4 separate regions of the Mus musculus genome follow, and all the other regions are linked to region 2. A link is a contact called in public Micro-C and promoter capture Hi-C data. All regions are on one chromosome and are shown on one strand. Each heading gives the region's core, a stretch centred on a gene start, on an enhancer-like site or on the middle of the called end of the contact. The rest is flanking DNA. Distances are from core to core; before and after follow the strand shown.

Region 1 (3,139 bases), core at 548-3,047, 640 kb before region 2:
GTCTCTACCTCACTTTATTCCAGTCACCTTGGCCCCTTGCTGTTCCTAAAAACCACAGGCGGTGAAGGACTTAAATATTCATAGTGCCACTGAATATTCACAAAAGCTCAAAAACATATGAAAAGATGTGTGCATTCTTCAAATCATTGCAAGTCAAAACCACAGTGAGATACCATAACCCATCAGTGTATGATCAAAACAAACACACAAACCAAACACACAGCTAGAAAGGACTTGGAGAAGAGGGAGTCTTTATGTATGATTGATGGGAACATACGATGGTGCTGAAATTATGAAAAACTGAATTAACTTCCTCAAAAGGTTAAAAATGGCATTAATGTCTAAACCAGGAATTCTGAGTCTGGGTGTGTACACACTTTAATAGAAGCCTCATTCACAATTGCCAAAAATTGGAAATAGCCCAAATGTCCATCAGCAGATGAGCTGATGAATCGGCATGTACGCGCGCGCGCACACACACACACATCTATCTATCTATCTATCTATCTATCTATCTATATCATGTTCTATTTACTTAACCCTAAAAAGGAAGGAAGTTCTGATCTATTTATCTATCTATCTATCTATCTATCTATCTATATCATGTTCTATTTACTTAACCCTAAAAAGGAAGGAAGTTCTGATCTATTTATCTATAATTTTGAGGACAGTATGCTAAATGCATTGGCCAGTTACAAGAAGTCGGGGCTGACTGACTCCTTTTACTTGAATAGGGGCCTGAACAGTCAGAATAACTGAAATAGAAAGTAGACAGGTGGTTACCATGCGGCAGGGGCAGGGAAATGAAGACTGACTGATTACATATGGAGATTGCAATGGCAAGATGTGTCCTAGAGGGGGTAGTGCTGATGTTACCAGTGTGGTCTACCTTTTTGTTTGTTTGTTTTTTTATTTTTCGAGACGGGTTTTCTGTGTCCACGAAGCTCTGGAACTGACTCTGTAAGACCAGATTGGCCTCGAACCCACAGAGATCCTCCTGCCTCTGTCTCCTGAATGCTGGGAGGGTTTGTTTTGTTTTGTTTGTTTTTTCAAGACAGGGTTTCTCTGTGTAGTCCTGGCTGTCCTGGAACTCACTCTGTAGACCAGGCTGGCCTCGAACTCAGAAATTCGCCTGCCTCTGCCTCCCAAGTGCTGGGATTAAAGGCGTGCGCCACCACTGCCCGGCAATGCTGGGAGTTTTTAATGCATGTTGAGTTATTAATGGGAGTCTAAGAAGCGTGTATGCTATCGTGATCAAAAAGCATTAGAGAAGAGTCCCCAGGACTTCATAGCCAGGGTCTTGATCCAAGATTTAAAAGTTCATCATCGCTTGGACCAGAGGAGACTAATTAGGAAGTTGATAAGCGTGTGATGTAATGTGATTATAAATGACATAAAACTAGTTGATTAATGAGGAAGATGAACAGATGAAAATGCAGCAAGCGCATTCCTTCCCATTACCAGCAAGCAAGCACTAGGCAGCCAGCCCCCCACCCCCCACCCCGACCCCGCCGCCCCCGGACTGGCTCGGCTCAAAGCCTTCTGGGAATCGTAGTTCCCAGCTCCAACTTCCACAACCCTGTTCTACACGCATCCCACTAACTCCTTACTTGAGCTCTTCGGCCGAATACATTCCGAAGGAAATGCCCTGAAGCCGCCTCCATGGTGTGTGCTTGGAGGCCAGCATCTTCCGAGTCAGTTTTGAGGTCCGTCACTACGAGAGAAGTTCCAGTCAGCCGCAGAGAACGCCACTTGAGTCTTGTAGCGCAGAGCCACCATGTGTTTTTCCACTGCGCTTGCGTGCGAGAACCGCGGCTTGGCAAATTGGCTTGGACGAGTTCATTTTTGCTTTCGGGGTGGGTAAGGAGTGGAAGAAAACTGTCTCAAAACCCTCCTTCAGTTTAAAAGCAAAATTACACAGGAGACTTTAGAACAGCATTTCAAGTAAGTTTATTCGAGGTGAACGATGTGTACTGAGCGTTCCGCTGCTAGTCTAGCCAAACAGGACCTTGTGACCACCCGTTTGGAGATGAGACGTTCCACGCCAGCCCCGCCCCTCGACCCTGGAGGCGGAGGTCGTTCCCGACGTGCTCCGCGAAGAGTCCAAAGATGGCGGCGGCGGCGGTTGCAGCTCGCCGCCTGTCCTTTCGCAGCGGGCTTGTCTTGCTGCAGACCACTCGGGGGACGGGTGTGTGTGAACCGAAGGTCTGTTGCAGGTAAGAAGACCCAGAGTCATTTTGGTCTTGCATTTCCCTGAGAGTCGTGAAAGTAGGTAAGATGCAAAGGCATTTGTATGGTCGAGGCCCGGCCCTCTCAAGGGTAACACGAGGTAGCGTCGTATTTAGTGATCTTTAGATCTGCGAGTTCGGGAATTCTTTCGGAAAATTTTTATTGGTTGGTTGCAATACTATGTATAGCCAAAATTACCCTTTAAACTAGGGCCCTGTTCTCGTGAAGTTTACATTTCCGTGAGTGCCGCTACAAGCCCCTACACAAATTTCTTTATCACCCCCCCCCCTTATTCATTTTAACCCTGCAAAAAAGAAAGGGCAAAGTAACAGATCTTTCACAAATAAAGGGCAGGCTAATATTACCAGTATGGACTGAACGTTATGAGAACCTTCAGCTAAGAATAAGCTAAGACTTTAGTAAAAGCAGAAAGCCTTAAAACGTCTGACCCCATTCTTTCCATCTGGTGGTGTTGCAAATACTTATGTAATTTCTTTGTACATCCTTCATGCAGTGGCCTGGTGGAAATAGGAGGTGGTTTTAAGTCAGTTGTAGAGTGGATAATTAGCTCATACGATGTCTTTGGACCAATACAAAAAAATAAATAAAACTGGGTTACAAGTTTACACTACATCTAAATGCCTCTATAAATGTGGCTCAGAATGTGTGCATGCGGGTGGAGCTGAGTCAGCAGAGCTAGCGGTAGGAGCTGAGCTGAGGCCATCAGGGAGCAGTGCTAACAGTGGGATTTTTGTTGTTTTGTTTTTAATGCAGATTTTATGCTGGAACTGAATCCCTCCCAAAGGTTGAAGGATCAGATATAACAGGTATTTTTAAAACTATGGAAATAGAAGTTTTTAAAAATGAAAAGACATTGTATTTCTTTGTGTTGTTAGAAAATTGTTTATTT
Region 2 (3,151 bases), core at 187-2,686:
TTGGTAAATGTGTTGGTGAGAATGTCAAAACTCTCCAAACCTCCATCCATAAAAAGCGACTTAAATCACAATTTAACACGGTGCCCAGTGTCAAGTGCCTGGGACACCCCTGCCACACTTTAAGGAAAAGCTCTGGCTGTCAGGTTTACTGTTTATTTTAGCCCTCAACAGATGACACGCCTCCGTGTTTGTGATGCTGGGGTCTAAGGAGTTCTACCCACAGTAGAGCTCACTCTTAAAAAGCTAACAAATTCTGCCCGGTCCCAGGCCATTTTTGTTTTTTTTCCTGAGGTAGTGTTTCACTCTATAGCTCGTGCTGGCTAGGAATTCTCATGTAGACCAGGATGGCCTCTGCCCCTCCACTGCTAGGGATTTAAGGCGCTCAGCACCACGCCCAACAAAGACTCTAACTATCCCCTCATTTTAAGCTTATTTCCCACAGCTCAGCGGTCTTTCAGAGTCTATAGAAGCAATTCTTTGAAATGTAACTGGGATGAAGGAGGCGCCTAACTTCCTAGTTCTCAGCCGGCAGAAGCAATGCCTAACCCTTGGGGAGTTTTCACCTCTCCTGTCTACTTCAGGCCTTCTCTCCTTACACTTTTTTTTAAAGGCCAAAGTCACTCGGAGCACTCCAGAACACAGCTCAGTTCTGCTCCTAGTCAGTAGGGTTGGAATAAAATCTTGCTTCTCGCCACTCTCACACTGGTCAAAAAATGCTAAAACTCGGGTTACTACGGTCAAGAGACGTCTGGACATTTTTTTCTAACTCGTCTTCCTGGCAATCCAGAAGCCTAGAAAAGCTTCGGGGTGATCCGTCCCCTCCACCTCACCTCTCCTCTTCCTTGAGGAAACCTGGAAGCTCCCACCCTCCTGTCCAGAGCTCCCTAATTCCCCACTCATGCCTGTCGCTAAGTGGCCTGCTGGGAAGTCTCCTGTCCACGCTCCTGCACCAAACCGAGGCTGCTCTCTCCCGGGGTCGCTGGAGGACGGGGATTCCTCACTGAACCCCCACTGCCCTCGGCTCGGCCGCCTCTTCTCCTAGCCCCCTCGGACCTCGGCTTCCTCGCCAGGCCGTGAGGTCCCTCGGCCATGGCGCCGCGGATGCTGAGGGGTTCTGAGGAGAGAGTCAGGCGCTCCGAGGGGGGCCGCGCCCGGCTCTCGTCGGCCATTTCGAAGGCGCGGCGGGGCGGGGCCGGGGCGCTCGGCCTTCACCAGGCCGCGGGAGTTGAGGGCTGGAGCTCGGGCCGCCCCCGCCGCCGGGCGGGAACTCACCTTCTCTGAGGCAGGGGCGGGCGTCTACAACTACTGTCCCCCTCCCCGCCAACAACGCCGGCCGGGGGTCAGAGGCTGCGGTGGAGGTGGCGGAGAGGCAGAGACACCGCTGCCGCCGCCGCCGCCTCCGCCGCAGAGCAGGCGGGGTGGGAGGGGGGGAGGAGGCGGAGACCTGACTTCCTGAGGGGAAGTCGCCGCCACCACCCGCGGCTGACTGGACAGCGCCAGCGCCATGGCGGCGGGGGCGCGCAGGTGCGCGTGCGCAGCAGGGCGGCCGAGCCCTCGGGAAATTTTCTAGCCCCGCCCTCCATGTGTGCTCCGCCCCTTCCCGCCATTTCGGACTAACCGGCTCTGTCCGTGTGGGTAGGAGCTTGGGTGTCGGTCCTTCTTGCCATTGGAGGAAAGAAACCTAGTGACGAGGTTCAGCCCGGAAGCCAAAGTGAGTCTGGAAATGTATGGATCCACCGGCCAAAATATCTAAGAAACGCACATCTGCCTTTCCTCTTTCTTGTGCTCTTATATTAAGACTAAATATTAAGCACCATCCCTGCTCATGGTACGTTGCTAGCTAGCATAGTCCATAAATTCCCTCTTAGATTATACACGTTCGTGCATAGTATTCCTCAAAGCACACACACGGTATGCTCACCATACACGCTCCTATTACATAGATACAACATCACACAGGTACTACTAAAGTATATTTTAGTTTTCTTTACATGGTCATTATTTTGTGTGGAGCGGAGTGAGGGTGGGGCTCCTTTTACCTTATGCACCCCAGAAGTCGAACTCAGCTTCTGGGGCTTGGCAGCACACCGACCCATGTGTAATAGGGTCTTACTTTAGCTCAGGCTGGTCCCAAGCATGGATTGAAGTAATCACTTAAAAACCTCAGATGGACTGAGAAGCCCAGAGTTGACTGTTGACTGCTGAAGCTTCTGATAAGGAGATCCACATACCAGACCCGCTAGCCTCTCCCACTTCCTGACTGCAGGGGAACTGACCTGCAAATGGAATCTTCCAACCCCAAAGCTCCCTCCCTCCGCCTCCCCCCCCCCCTTTCAGTCCTACAAAACCCAACCCCTTACTCCCCAACACGTGCCACTTGGGCATAGTCTCACTTCCCTGAGAGACTGCAGCCCTTCAGTTCTGATTAAAGATCAGTTCTGTTTCAGGAGATGTCTGTCTACCCTTCATTTCCACTCGCCTTCACCAATCCCTTTCTATCATCTCTCAGTCTCGCAAGGGCTGAAATTTAACGAGTGAGCCAGGAAGCTCCACTAGGGTCTTTGGTTTTTAAAGCCGAAGACTGCTTTACTCCCAGGCTGGCCTGGAATACAGGATCCTTCTACCTCAGACTCCCAAGTGCTGGAATTAGAAGCCCCTTCACCCACTGGACCATGTTAAAGGCCCTGCTTCCGGTTAATACTACACTACTGTGTAAGTCAACAGGCTGCACTTGCTTCCGTTGCCAAGCATTGCCACTCCCCGACTGCCTAATAAACTCCGTCCGTAAAAGGCTTCACACAGAGACAAGCAGTCCATTAATGATTCCACGCTTATTAATAACACAGGGACAAGAGAGAACCTGAGGTTTTGGTCTGTGCTGTAATTAGACAACATATAATGGGCTATTATGTGAGTGACTTTCTCTCTTCCCTCTACCCTTTAAAAATATTTATTAATTTTATTTTTAAAATATTCTGTATTACATAAAAACTTACAAAGAAATAGAAACGTGGTGTTCCTAAAGATCTGCTCATAATCGTGTGTGTGTGTGTGTGTGTGTGTGTAGTGTGTTTCTTTTTTTGGCTTTTCGAGACAGGGTTTCTCTGTAGCCCTGGCTGTCCTGGAACTCATTTTGTAGATCAGGCTGGCC
Region 3 (3,414 bases), core at 534-3,033, 830 kb before region 2:
ACAAGTCTGTGATCCCAGCACTTGGATCAGTGGTTCAAGGCCAGCTTCGGATGCACCAGTGAATTCAAAGCCAGCCTGAACAGCATGCTATCCCCGACTCAAAAACCCAAACCAACCAACCAACCAACGGACCGACCAACCAACAAAACAGCCACCCAAACCTCCAATCATCTCAATTTCTTTTCAAGTCTCAAAGAAAACACTATCAGCCTGATAGCCACAGCACCGACCACATAGCAGACATGAGTGTCAGGAGATGCAGCACTCTGACTACAGTGCTCTGGAAGCTCATATTAATATTCTCTTGACCAAAAACTTGGAAATCAGACAATTCCTAGCCCTGCAACCAGCAATGTGAGAAACCATTCTGAGCTGTCAGGATATGGAATTACACAAAAGAAACCAAAACCTACTTTTCTGGTCCTTTCTTTCAGCAGACAAATCCCTCTTCTCAGGCCCAGCATTTGCGTAGGGCTGCAGGTAGAAGAGGATTTACAGTCATAAACCAAGGGAAGGCTTGGCTAGACACCAGAGGGCAGAGATGAGTGTGAGTCTCCTTCCTTTGTAAGTCTAAAACCCAGCACAGCTCTTGGCTGAAGGAACCTGAAACCCATCGGTCCCAGAAAAAGCACAACACATAAAAATGCCTCTTCCTCCTTTTAAGTACATCTACTTACATTTACACCTAATTTTGCAAAGGCAAAATTCATATATGTGAATTAAGACTGAATTACTGGGGGGAAAGGTATAAAAATTTCATTTCCAAGTCAGCTAGTGATTCTACAGAGTTCTCGCCAATTGACATATTTATTCTAAATGGTTAAAACCACAAACTCATTGTGGAAGAGACCCAAGCCAACAGCAAGTTAAGTCTTCCAGTACAGACCTGGAGAGCAAGCTCCCCACAGGAGGATATCAGTGTCTGCCAAGGTCATCCAGCTGATGTGCAGTAGGGACAAGAGCTTTCATTTACTGGGGTCCTACCAATTGTTCTCTAACACCCTCTCCGCAAAACAAACAAATAAAACAGCGCACAAAGAACGCGTCCCCTCGTCAGGACACAGCTTAAAATTTCCAAGAAACCAAAACGGTCTCCCAATGTGTCTCCTCCGCAGGACTGGCCGCAGAGAGGGGGCAGGGAAGGTCACCAGTGAATTTCTGCCAGCAGAAAGCTACCCACTTTCACACTGCACGTCTACCCACATGGATGCACCAGGAGGGTTCAGGCGCCACTAGTTACCCTGTACAAGGTTCCCCAAAGCAGTCAAGGGAGACACTGAGTCTATTCGACTCTGCCGGCTCAGAAGGTTCCAGCAATGAATTAAAATCCCAGAACCAAGCGACGTGAAGAGGGCCACTCTGGCTGGACCTGCCACGCGGGGCAGGTCATCCTTACCCGCAGCGCCGCGTCCACACCTGCGCAGGCTGCGCCGGGGGCGCCCATGTAGGCAGCCAGGGGCCGCGACCCTCCGCCCGTGTCCCCTAGCAGGCGCGTCCGGCGTCGCAGGGCTGGGGAGGAGCCGCTGGGCCTGGGGTATCGCAAAGGCGGATCGCCGCTATCTGGGCTCCCCGGTGTCCGCTCTGCCGACTGGGGGCTGCGCCACGTACCTCGGCAGGCAGGTGCCGCTGCTTGGCTTCGCAGCTTCTGGGGCCTCCGCGCCGCGCCGCCCACCGCCTCTGTGTGCATGCTAGGGAGGGAGCGCTGGCAAGCCGCCAGCCCGGGGCCCCGCGCCCCAGCCAGCCCCCGGCGCCGCGCTCGCGCCAATTCAGCCCCGGACAGTCCGCTCCCCCGCGCGGATGCTGAGGGGGGTGGGGGTAGGCGGGGGCGGGGTCGCGCGTCACGAGGATAAGGGAGACCAATCAGAGTGCGCCGAGGCCCCGCCTGCGAGCGGACTGTCCCCCCGCCCCCTCCGACTGCTAGTGCGAGGGGGAGCGGGACAACTCCAGCCGAGAAGTAGGTGGGGCGCCAGGCAGCCTAGGATGAGGGTGCCCCGCGCTCGGGGATCTCTTCAACTCTCCCCAGGCTTGCGCGTGATTAGATAGTGGAAGGCGTTCCGGAGAACCTAAGGTGGCTCTGGACCGGTTAAAGGCTTTGACTGAGCATCCAATTAGGAGTCGGAGCTGGGGAACTAAGGGGCTTGACGTAGTCACGTGCTTTATTCGCCAGCTGCCCACTGGTCTTCAGGTAATTACTGGTCCTGGGTTCCTGAGACCCAAGAGACAAATACCAGGACAAGCTAAATCAGCGGTTCTCAACCTGGGGGTCGCCTAATACCAATGGAAGACACGTTTATTTACATTTACGATTCACAACAGTAGTGGAATTACAGTTATGAAGTATCAACGAAAATACTTTTTATGGTCAGGGGTTACCACCACAACTTGAGGAAGTGTATTAAAGGGTCGCAGCATTAGGAAGGTTGAGAACGATTAGGCTACACGGTTGTTACTGTGCTAGTTACCAAAGCCAACCAACTTGTTTTAACAGGAGAAGGAACTGAGGTCTGTGTGGGACTGAGGGTGAGTAGCTTTGAAGTCATTTGGAGGCCGAAGCAGGAACAGAACCTGGGCTTGGAGCGCTCAAATCTTATTTGTCTGAAAGCTAGAGAGGCCCTGGCCTCTCACACCTTATTTTGGAAAGGAAATGCCATACGATTTTTAAAAACACATTTAATAAATCCCAAAATTGGTGCATTAAAAAGGCCTAAAACCGGACTGGATCTCCCTTTTAGGATATTTTTCCCCATGATCTTCTAGAAAAGCCGACAAGAAAGGGATCCAAAGCGCAGAGTAAATGATATAATGTAGCCAAGTTCTTCTGAGGATGCAGACCCTTTGTTACTGCATGTGTGTGTGGGAAATCCCCTAGTGCCATAGTCTTTGTTATATTGGAATAGCTTGCCTTCGACCTCAAGAACATTTAACCACAAAGGGGCATTCTGATAGTCAGGAGGCACGCTTTCCAAGATAACAGCTCCAGTTTTCTTGGTGACTGCATAGCAAACTCCTTTTTGGGTCTGCTCAAGGTCCCGTGCTAGATCTGTGTATCAGCTGAGAAAATTGAAGCTTTGTAGTGGAAGCTTGTCAGCCTGTACAAACAGGAAGAGGCCCTGGGCTAGCTTTTAGAACTCCCTTCTCCAGCCCCAATCAAGCATGGCTATCCATCTTTTACCGAACAATAACCCTCTCATTTTGAGAAGGAAGATCCTAGACCCTGAGCCAAGAGCCGTTATCAGTTTTCCTTTTTACAGCAGCTTGCTCTCTTTGCTCTTTCTCCAGGGTGGAGAGTAGAACATGGTCGCCTGGGAACTGGGGGATGCTCTCTGGGTAGTCAATGCCAAGAATAAAGACATAGGAAAGAACGGAGTAGGTGGATTCTACTTTCATGGCTATCCAAAACAACAAATCTGTATG
Region 4 (3,445 bases), core at 399-2,898, 520 kb before region 2:
ATCCAAGGCTTTGTGGATGCTGGGCAAGCATTCTACCATGCCCTACCCCAGCCTAAGAGCGGTACATTTGCTGGGCAGGTTTTAGTACTTTTCCACCACTAAGCATCACCGCTTTATTCCACCCCAGACAGAATCTTTGCAATTTTGATGGCTGAGGGGGTGGATGGGGTCCTGCTTTTCGTTGTTAATGCCCATGACTGTCTTTGCTCAATGGAAGCATGCTTCAAGTGGCAGGCTTTATGGGTGGTAGGGCCACGGGGACCTCACCCTCTTTGTACTTTTGCATCTTGCACAGGAGGCAGTGCAACTGAAAGTCGAGTAACACCCAGCAGTCTCCCGAGACAACCCTGAGGATTCCTCTGGGAACACAGGGCATTCATGACAGTGACAAATGTCTTCAAACCCCAAACAATTTAGGCAGTCTATGTTTTGTATTGTTTTAATATTAGCTGTTAATATTAATTAATAAAATATATTTATATATTGGTTTTTCAAGACAGGGTTTTTCTTTTTTTCTTTTTTCCTCCTTTCTTTCTTTCTTTCTTTCTTTCTTTCTTTCTTTCTTTCTTTCTTTCTTTCTTTCTTTCTTTCTTTCTTTGATACAGGGTTTCTCTGTGTAGTCCCAGTTGTCCTGGAACTCACTCTGTAGACCAGGCTGGCCTCGAACTCAGAAATCCACTTGCCTCTGCCTCCCAAATGCTGGGATTAAAGTCATACACCACTACTGCCTGGAACTTAATAATAAATATTAATATCTAGTTATTTTATTTTACATGTATGAGTGTTTTGTCTGCATGTAAGTATGTGTGTGTACTACATGCATGTCTGGTGGCTGTGGAGGTCAGAAGTAGGTATTGGATCCCCTGGAATTGGAGTTACAGATGTTTGTAAGCCACTGTATGGATGCTAGAAACTGAACCCGGCCCTCAACCTCTGAGCCACTTCTCTAGCTCCTCTCTTTGACTTTGGAAACAGAGTTTCACATAGCCCAGGCTAGCCTCTAGCTCACTACATAGTCAAGGTAACCTCTAGCTCCTGATCTTCCTGCCTCCAGTTCCTAAAGGCAGGATTACAGTTGTGTACCAGATCTGAGAGGTAAGATAGATACTCTCAGAAATGGAACAATTTAAGGCCCTGTGCAGGTTCTGGAGGGACCCACCAAGTCGCAGGGGAAGGCACAAAGAAGTGCAAAGTTTAGCTCCTCTCCCGTCCCCAGAGACCCAGTGCCCACTGTGGAAGTGAAGGTTTTAGTGAGTCAGGCAATTGACAACAAAGCCTCTGGCATAACCACATTTCCCAGGGGTAGTTCAAGAAGAGTTAGTGCTTCCTGCTACACCTCACGTCACACTCAGCCCGCTGACAGCCTCTCCAGCCGAACGTGCTCGACAGCAGGGCCCAGCAGCCCCACCTAAGCATGCCACATGGAGGTCGGGCTGTATTTAGGACAAAACCCTGGATTAACAAAACGGAAAGAGATGAGGATTTCATGAGAGCATCAGTACAAATTCAATTCATTCTCCAGGCATTGACCAAAGGGGGTGGGGACTGAGTAAGTTAGTCACGTGTTAGATGCTGCCAACCAAGCACACTAAAAGGCTCTGGTATGATGACAAAGTGCAGCCAGCCGTGTGTCTGGCATGGAGTCACATGTGTCACGCACAGGTGTCGGGGCAGCAAAACACCTCCCTCTGATCCAGACCAGAGGCTGGTGGGCAGAGATGGCTGCAGAGCCTCTCTACCAGACTGGATCGGTTTGGAGTTAGTCACACCTCTCAACGGGGTTACCTGCCCTTCTCTGAGATCCAAGGAGGAGACAAAATGAAAGATTCGAGCCACCTGATAAAGGGTAAAAAGGGGACAAAAAAAAAAAAGCCATGGGCACAAGCCACCAAGATACTGAAGAGAGCCACGCGGTCCCCATTTCCCTCCCTCCCTCCCTCGCTCATCCACTCAGCCATGCGTTTCTCTGTTCACACACAACAAGCGCTGGTGGGAAGCTGACAAAGCTCCACGAGGTCCTGAAGAGGATCGAACACCGGTCAGTGTGAAGTGGATCCTGCTGCCAAGGACCTCAGTCCGACCAGGGCATCAGGACAGAAATTCCTATAAGGGTACAAACGACCAAGTTGACAAAACATGCACGGTTCTGGGTAGGGCAGCGTGGCTGGCCTGAGTCTGAGCCTCACACATTGGCTCACAGTTGTGCACAGTGAGGGCCGAGGCCCCGGAAGCAAAGGGCAGGAAACAGAGCTCAGTTCTCCACTGAAGGCTTTGGAGTAGTGAGAGAAAAGGAAAGGAAAGAAAAGAAAAGGAAAGGAAAGAAAAGGATGTTAGGATAGTAAGAACCTTCTAGAAACAGTTTGTGGTGTGTGCTGAAAACTAGCCTTAGTATTCCAATATCTTTCTTTCGTGTCATTCATTTTACAGTGGGGGACAGGAATGTCTGGGATAAAGGTCTGTTTCCTGACCTTCATTTTGGAAAGTGCTCTTAATGAGAAATAACAGGCAGAATCAAATGGCCTGGTGATCTCTGTATCAGGCTATCCGGATCATATCTGAATCGAGCATCTCCAGGAAACAGGGGTTCAGGAACTTGGAACACGGAGCTGTAAGGGTAGTTCTCAGTTCGAAGCCCTGCCTACCACGTGAATTCTTCAGAGATATCTCTTCAGCCTTCTTCCACATTTCTGAACTCTCGGGCACTCAGGTAATAAGTCACAGTCATTTATAAAGCTTCACCCCTTCCCACGTCCTTCTCAAGCCTTAACCTTTCAGCATCCCTTCCTTCTTTCCCCTCATCTGCCCTTCTAACATGGACTGTTGTTGCAGGAGCTATGCAAGTGGCTGACTGTTTCTTTTCCCTTCCTGTCTCATCTTTATCTTTCCATGCCTTCTTGCATTACACCTATAGAACGTCCTCTTATCATCCTAGAAATAGCAACTCTGAGTCCTATTTTTAAAAGGTCAGACTGACTGACTGGGAATAAAATAAAGGAATGAGAAAACATAATTCGATTTCCCAGTGAATGATGCCCATCTAGTCAGACAGCAGGCTGTTGCCAAAACTGCCTCCTTGTGGTTACTGGTTACAAAGGCAAAGTTATGTTTCCAGCAGCAAGTCAAGAGAGTGGATGTAGTCTGTGGTGTGAAAAGTGGGCTAGCACAAGGGTGGGGATGAGGAAACAGGAGCTGCTACATGGGTGCTGCTATAGGCAAGAGCTTCCAGCTCTGTTTTTCCGGGAGCCTCGTAAACACAGCTCCAAAGACCTTGGTGAAAGAGAGGAGTATACCATCAAAGCTGGAGTAGCTACAGAAAAAAAGAGTGAAAACACGACCAAGGAACACCTAAGAGTGTTCACAGAGGGCTTGAGGCAGCTGTCCATTAGAATTCCCCTCTGTGATGCCAGTCAATCAAGGAACTCAAGGCCAACTAAGGAACTCAACT

Evidence for each region. Promoter capture Hi-C pulls out the DNA fragments that hold promoters and counts their contacts. A called contact is a pair of places that touch in the nucleus more often than the background predicts.
Region 1: a contact with region 2 is called in a Micro-C map of embryonic stem cells, with 9 times the contacts expected there. The contact joins the promoter of Polr1a here to the promoter of Krcc1 in region 2. A contact is called at or near these places in 3 of 39 promoter capture datasets (erythroid cells, liver and pre-B cells), 3 of 484 Hi-C or Micro-C datasets (CD4 T cells, CD8 T cells and embryonic stem cells) and 3 of 115 datasets of contacts at active chromatin or transcription factors (embryonic stem cells, extraembryonic endoderm stem cells and trophoblast stem cells).
Region 3: a promoter capture Hi-C map of pre-B cells shows a contact between it and region 2. The contact joins the promoter of St3gal5 here to the promoter of Krcc1 in region 2. A contact is called at or near these places in 2 of 39 promoter capture datasets (the C10 cell line and pre-B cells), 1 of 484 Hi-C or Micro-C datasets (the G1E-ER4 cell line) and 1 of 115 datasets of contacts at active chromatin or transcription factors (pancreatic cancer cells).
Region 4: a promoter capture Hi-C map of pre-B cells shows a contact between it and region 2. The contact joins the enhancer-like site here to the promoter of Krcc1 in region 2. A contact is called at or near these places in 8 of 39 promoter capture datasets (the C10 cell line, cranial neural crest, frontonasal cranial neural crest and 4 more), 5 of 115 datasets of contacts at active chromatin or transcription factors (the NIH/3T3 cell line, embryonic stem cells, epiblast stem cells and 2 more) and 2 of 9 other capture datasets (adipose tissue and liver).

Annotation. Positions count from the first base shown.
Region 1 is chr6:71,907,711-71,910,849 of GRCm38.p6, reverse strand. Polr1a (polymerase (RNA) I polypeptide A) reads right to left here and starts at 1,797. Exons shown (of 34, transcript NM_009088.3): 1 at 1,611-1,797. The coding sequence starts at 1,687. Ptcd3 (pentatricopeptide repeat domain 3) reads left to right here and starts at 2,088. Exons shown (of 24, transcript NM_027275.3): 1 at 2,088-2,216; 2 at 3,004-3,056. The coding sequence starts at 2,110.
Region 2 is chr6:71,269,962-71,273,112 of GRCm38.p6, reverse strand. Krcc1 (lysine-rich coiled-coil 1) reads right to left here and starts at 1,436. Exons shown (of 3, transcript NM_001354706.1): 1 at 1,273-1,436. It overlaps Mir8112 (microRNA 8112), which reads right to left and starts at 1,442; the gene lies at 1,312-1,442.
Region 3 is chr6:72,095,977-72,099,390 of GRCm38.p6, reverse strand. St3gal5 (ST3 beta-galactoside alpha-2,3-sialyltransferase 5) reads right to left here and starts at 1,783. Exons shown (of 7, transcript NM_001035228.2): 1 at 1,609-1,783. The coding sequence starts at 1,687.
Region 4 is chr6:71,786,439-71,789,883 of GRCm38.p6, reverse strand. The region is part of intron 5 of Reep1 (receptor accessory protein 1); the gene reads right to left. Among named protein-coding and RNA genes, the nearest start is that of Mrpl35, 36 kb to the left of the region's middle. Within about 2 kb of position 1,648, at least 21 of the 459 cell types and tissues checked have an H3K27ac peak or open chromatin away from gene starts, as enhancers often do. A contact at or near this core is called in pre-B cells, where this site is marked.